2 separate regions of the Mus musculus genome follow, and region 2 is linked to region 1. A link is a contact called in public Hi-C data. All regions are on one chromosome and are shown on one strand. The core of a region is the stretch at or near the end of the contact, and the rest is flanking DNA. Distances in the headings are between cores, read along the strand shown.

Region 1 (3,301 bases), core at 663-3,162:
AGGGGGTGATGGGTAGGGACTAGGGGAACAGGGAGAAAGATGAGGCTGAAGAAATGGCTTTGGGCTCTGTCCCAACCACTGGACTGTCTCTGGCTGACTGACTCTGGAATTTAAATTTTGGTAAATTTCAATTAATTTAAGCCATCATATTGGGTGGTCCACACCTAGCCACTTAATCAAGTATTTTGGGTCTGGTAGTTATGTTCCTTCAGATTACGTTCCTGTGTCTTGTGTCCGATGAGCAAAATATTCCTAACTTTTAAGGTTTTTTTCTTTCTTTCTTTTTTTAATTTATTTTTTTAATTAGGTATTTTCTTCATTTACATTTCAAATGCTATCCCAAAAGTCCCCCAGACCCCCCCCCACTCCCCTACCCACCTACTCCCACTTCTTGGCCCTGGCGTTCCCCCATACTGAGGCATATAAAGTTTGCAAGACCAAGGGGCCTCTCTTCCCAATGATGGCCAACTAGGCCATCTTCTGATATATGCAGCTAGAGACACGAGCTCTGGGGGGTACTGGTTAGTTCATATTGTTGTTCCACCTATAGGGTTGCAGTTCCCTTTAACTCCTTGGGTACTTTCTCTAGCTCCTCCATTGGGGGCCCTGTGATCCATCCAATAGCTGACTGTGAGCATCCACTTCTGTGTTTGCCAGGCCCTGGCATAGCCTCATAAGAGACAGCTATATCAGGGTCCTTTCAGCAAAATCTTGCTGGTGTATGCAATGGTGTCTGCATTTGGTGGCTGATTATGGGATGGATCCCCGGGTATGGCAGTCTCTAGATGGTCCATCCTTTCGTCTCAGCTCCAAACTTTGTCTCTGTAACTCCTTCCATAGGTGTTTTGTTCCCAATTCTAAGAAGGGACAAGAAGGGAAATTTCACTGTAGCCATGGCAGTGGTGACAGAGGGAACTCCGGACTTCTTGAAGTCATAGAAAATCTTCAGCGTGTTGTGACATTGGAGGTTTTCCCCTGGGGAATCCCCTTTTCTGTGGGGAGAGGGAACAGAATTATCCTCTGCACCCCTCTCTTCCAGGCTGTTTAACATCTGTATGCCTGTGACAAATATCTCACCTCTTGTCTGACTCATTAGCTCTTTAATCTCCAAGCTTAGTTTATTGGACAAGCCAGGCAAAATGGTTGTTCTTGCTCAGAGAGGCTTGTTCACATTGGGCTTCTTATTCTAATTAAAAATTTTTTCAGACAACGTATTTTGACCATGTCCACCCCCTCTGCCAACTCCTCTCAACCCCTACCCTTTAACCTTTGTACATGTTCTTCCTCCAGTCTGAAACAGCTGTGCCTGTCCTCCCCAAGTTCTTTAAATCCCCATTCAAAGCTTCTTGCCTGGAAGCACCATTTTCTGATCAAATTCACTCAGCTTTAATTTTAGCATTAAACACATCAATTTCACATACTTACATAAATACTCTTGTGAGCTACACTATTTTAGGTAAAAGTTAACGTAGAATTAAATTTCCTGGCACTGCATCCGGCTTTCAGCTGTTTGCCTTTTTCTGGAACCTACCACATTTTAGTTCCACTTAACGTTCATAGCACAGGGTGAGCCCAAGAGCATTCATTATGTTTATATTCTAAGATGCAGCCTACACAGTCATAGTGATTAATGGAGGTGTGAGCCTTTGACCTCACCTGAGCTAGTCGAATGCCTTTCCCCAGTACTGGACAATTTAAGCTCCCAGACCCAGTTTTGGAGAGAGGAAAGGACCTTGGCAATTTTGAATCTTATAAAAAGCCCAATCCTAGAATGAAAACCTACATTCTGCTGGTCGTTGGGGGCTTCCAAGTTGTGGTTTTGCGCTTTCTTTTTTGGAAGCTACAACATTCTAGCTTCCTTGTAAGTATGTTCCTCTTTTCTAGCCACTAGCTAACATTAGTCTCAATGGCTGGCTTTCAAATGCAGACATACTTTCAGCTGTTCATTTGAAGTTAAAAGGCCTCCAGATGGTGTGCCCAGAGTAACTTTCTTAGGCATTTGGCAGTGTCTGTCCTCTCCTCTCTCCTTTTATCTGCTTCTTTCCTATTTCTCTTCATTCCTTTGTATCCATATCCTCATGTGTATGTGTTGTGGGGAATGCTATCCTTACCACAAACCTGGACTTCTCTTCAGCTCTCTATGTCCTGTCTCACGCTTTGTCTTCATTATTTTCGCATCACTGTGATCCAACTGTTTGACAGGAAAAATTTTAAGGCAGGAAAAAAATGATTTCTGGCTTACTGTTTCAGAGGGTTCAGCCCATAGTAGCTTGGCTATGTGCATTTAGATAGAACATTATGAAGGTAGAAGTACGTGTCTGAGGAAAAGTCCACACTGTTAGGGAAGTGGGAAAAACGGGATATTGATGTTCTACCAGCTTTTGTTATATTCACCTTTAACTTGTCTGGGCCCCGGCCCACAGGATGGTACCACCAACATTTAAGATGAATCTTCCTCCCATAATTAATCATCTCTGGAAATGCCCTGACCTTTCCTTAGCACACTCATAATGTAACTAAACTACCTCACCATTCACCTAGATCAGTGGTTCTCAACCTTCCTAATACTGCAACCCTTTAATGCATTTCCTCATGTGTGGTGACCTCCAACCATAAAACTATTTAGTTGATACTTCATAGCTGTAATTTTGTTACTGTTATGAATCATAATGTAAATATCTAATACACAACCCCCAGGGGGTCATGACTTACAGGCTGCGATCTGCTGGCTTAAATGATTCTAACTCTATACAAGTTGACAGTTGCGATGGTTTGAATAGATATGGTCCCCATAGACTTAAGCTTGAATGCTTGGCCCACAGGGAGTGGCACTACTAGGGGATGTGGCCTTAGTGGGGTAGGTGTGGCCTTGTTGGAGGAAGTGTGTCACTTGGAAGGTGGATTTTGAGGTCTTATATATAATGCTCAAGTTATGCCCAGTGAGGCAGACAGTCTCCTTATGTTGCCTGTGGATCAAGATGTAGAACTCTTAGCTGTACCTCCTCCAGCACAGCATCTGCATGCAAGCTTCCATGCTTCTTGCCATGATGATAGTAGACGGAACTTCTGACACTGTAAGCCAGCCCCAAATTAAATGTTTTTTGTTTGTTTGTTTTGTTTTGTTTTGTAACTATTGCCTTGGTCATGATGTCTCTTCACAGCAATGAAACCTTAACCAAGACAACAATGAAGATGAGCCACCTTGTTGCCTATTTTGAAAGCTTTATGGAACACATGCTGCCTTATGGCCCTTGAACTTGTTCTCCCCTCAGCAATCAGTCCTGGTAATTAGGTACTAATG
Region 2 (3,282 bases), core at 527-3,026, 360 kb after region 1:
ACTCTGTTCAGAGTTTTCTGTGCTTCTTCCTTGATTATGAAATGCCTTGTTCCTATACTGTCTTCAGCTACTTGGAATCCTGGAGACAGCATTCCTAGTGTGCTATTTGTTCAGGAGAGCAATCTACTGAACCTGCCATCTACTTTCATAGCATCCGGGGAAATTTTCTTCCCTAAGGACTCCTGTCCAGGTGGACAGAAAAACCAAACCATCCCCTTTCCTTAAAAAAAATCTTTCTTCTATACATTTGGAGGTAGCAATTTTAGTATTTTACTAATAGCAGCAATTATTCTTTTTTATTTACCATAAGCAGTTGATAGTACTCTTATTTTATGACTTTTCTTCCTAGTTTATGATAATATTCCTTTTTTTCCAATGATAATGTCATAAGCCTCATTTTCCCTTCTGTTAGGTCTTGATTATTCCCCAACAGGCTGATATTTAAAATAAAAACATTTAAAACTTTATCTTAGCATAACAGTTAATATGACTGCATGCATAGAAGAGAAAATAAGCCTATAGAAACTGTTAATGTTATCCCACACACATTAAGTCTAATGCAGCTTATCTAGCTAGCAGTTGCCCTTCAGGGTTGATCTGATGGTAAAGTCAAATCTTGGTTCTTAAAAGGTAAAATAAATAAGAGGATGGGCAACTCAGAATCAGCATTTCACTGTTAGGGCAGGGCTAACATTCAAGGGTCATTTGTATCTGACAGAAAAGATAACCAGGGAAGTTCTATACCCTTTGTGTAAGAGTCAACTCTAAATTATCCCTATTGATTTGCTTGCTATTTTTGTCTTTATTGCTTTGTCAATGACCTACAACAGCTGCATATTTAAGGGGTACAACGTGGTGTCTTGATTTATGTGTTTACTGTGTATAATTTTTAAGTATTTATTTTATTTGTTGCTATTATACTGTAATTACATCATTACCTGTTACCAATTTCTCCCTCTAAGCCCTCCCATGTACTCCATGTCCCTTCCTGTCTTTCAAATTCATGGCCTCTTTTTTTTTTAATTTTTCTTACACACACACACATACACACACACACACAAGCTTTCATACATAAACACGACCTGTTCAGTCTGTATTATGATCCTTGTATGTGTAAGTTTTCAGGGCAGACCATTCGGTGTTGGAGAACCAATTGATACACTCTTCCCTGGGGAAGGCTATTTCTTCAGCTCTCAGCATTCCTTAGTTGCCTGCAGTTCTTTGTGTAGGATTAAAACATCATGACCTTTCCCCCATATACATTAGCATGTCTACTGGTGTAATCCTTGTTGTCCTTGTTTAGGTCAGGTTTATGCTGCCATGTTGATGGACTTCATGGCTATAGCCTCTGACATTACTAGGAGACAGACTCTCACAGCAAACTCCCTGACTCTGTCTCCTACAGTCTTTGTACTCCTTTCACAGTGATCCCTGAGCCTAAAGTACAGGAGTGATAGTGTAGATATAACAAGTACGTCAATCAAAATTGAGCATATACTTGAACCAACTCTCAAAAGGGCCCCATTCTCATGTCTATTATATCACCATTTGTAGTTAGGAGATAAAATCATCCTAAATAGCCATAATGCTGAGTGGATATGCGGGTAGAATTTGTATATACAATGGAAAGCTACTTGGCCATAAAGAAGGATGACATTCTGTCATTTGTGACAACATGGAGAGACTGGAAGTCGTTATATCGTTATTGTTGTATAACATGCCAGAAGCCAGGTGCCTGGTGCAGATAATTAACTAATTACCCAGAAGATGCTTATGCAACTCCACTCTAGGTTATCAGTTTAAAACAGGAGGCAGAAGCTAGATCAGGCCACAGGAAGTGGCACTGGCTTCTGTCAGCTTCTAGGAGGAAGCTGGAGGGGAAGATAGAGGAAAACCTTGGCTGCCAGCCTAAGCTGACAGTTCCTGGGAAACAAAAATCGTCACATTAGGATTCAGTCCTAGCTTCCCAGCTTTAGTGTGTGCTGAACCACCTGCAGGCCCCTTCCCTGCCTTTGCATGTGAGGGCATCCGCTCATCTTTCAGGTTTCAGCTAAGAAACATACCCCTGGACCAATTTCTGCCCAAAGTGAATCCAGGACTCCCAAGGGCTGAGCAGAAATGGAAGCAGGTAAGACCATCTGAAGGGCAAGAGAGGAAAGGACCCTCCCCCAAGTTGTCTGTCCCCACCAACACTGCTTAACTTGTCTCTAGGTTCAACCATACCTCAGACACACCCTTCTGTTTTCTGTCCTGTAAGATTTTTAATTTCTGCCGGCTCATTATCCTAATTGGTTATGGTTTTTAATAGCACACACAAAAAGTTATCATACCACAAAGTAAATCATTAGCTAGAGGAACAGAAACAATAGAGGAGAAGACATTGAAGCAGAGAAGAGTGCTTGAGCTGTAGTTACCACAGAAATACAAATGTACAAAAGAACTGGAACTTAAATAGTGCGAGGAGTGGTTATGTAAGTGAAAGGGAAGAAGAGAAATGTTACTGAGAAGTTACTTCTGCAAGCCAGGAGGTACAGGGTGAATCCATCAATCATATTACAAAGGAGCACCACCGGGCCTCTGGGGAGATACTTTGTAAATCCAACAGACTACTAACACTTCTGTAGACCACAGGCTGGCATGAAAGCACTAAAAAGATGTAGGTAATTTCCAAGGTCAGTCAAAACCACCACTTACCATTTAATGAAAGTTTTAAACACTACAAATGCCCCCATTTTCTCCCCATCTTTTATGGTTTAGCAATAAGGAAAGGCTGTCCATCATGGTAGTCCATTCCTTAATGAGCCCTCTCTGACTCTTTAGGACTTTACAAAGAATAAAGGAATGGGAGCAAATGCAAATGTTTTACTAGCCTCTCTAAAAGAATAACATTAAAGAGACACACTACCCAGTAATGAAAATGGCTGACTTAAAGGAAATCTCATTCTCAGGAAGACCAACTATAGAACAATCAACAGTAACAGGCTTTATGTCCAAATGGGAGAGCAGGAGAAAGGTGTAGTATGCTTACCCTTGGTTAATAAGGCTTATACTGACACAATGGGGCCTAGGGGTGCTCAAAAGGCAGAGTTTAAGAAAAAATTATGCCTTTCTAAATAATAATTAATGGCAGTATTTTTTATTCACAAAGTACCACAGAAAACATCTTCCCTTCTGATCCCATTAATTCGCTACACAGAAACCTAAGCCAGGAAGAAAGGTCAAAGGGCTGCTAAACCTATGACATCACATCTGAAGCAATGTGAAAGCTGTTTTGTTCTGCAC

What was found. Hi-C and Micro-C count contacts between places; a contact is called where the count stands out from the background.
Region 2: a contact with region 1 is called in a Hi-C map of the HPC-7 cell line, with 2.5 times the contacts expected there. The contact joins two enhancer-like sites. A contact is called at or near these places in 1 of 484 Hi-C or Micro-C datasets (the HPC-7 cell line) and 1 of 9 other capture datasets (embryonic stem cells).

What each region holds. Positions count from the first base shown.
Region 1 is chr8:68,246,184-68,249,484 of GRCm38.p6, forward strand. No RefSeq gene overlaps it. Among named protein-coding and RNA genes, the nearest start is that of Sh2d4a, 29 kb to the right of the region's middle. Within about 2 kb of position 1,913, at least 42 of the 459 cell types and tissues checked have an H3K27ac peak or open chromatin away from gene starts, as enhancers often do. A contact at or near this core is called in the HPC-7 cell line, where this site is marked.
Region 2 is chr8:68,605,060-68,608,341 of GRCm38.p6, forward strand. All of the region lies in intron 2 of Csgalnact1 (chondroitin sulfate N-acetylgalactosaminyltransferase 1), which reads right to left. Among named protein-coding and RNA genes, the nearest start is that of Csgalnact1, 130 kb to the right of the region's middle. Within about 2 kb of position 1,777, at least 40 of the 459 cell types and tissues checked have an H3K27ac peak or open chromatin away from gene starts, as enhancers often do. A contact at or near this core is called in the HPC-7 cell line, where this site is marked.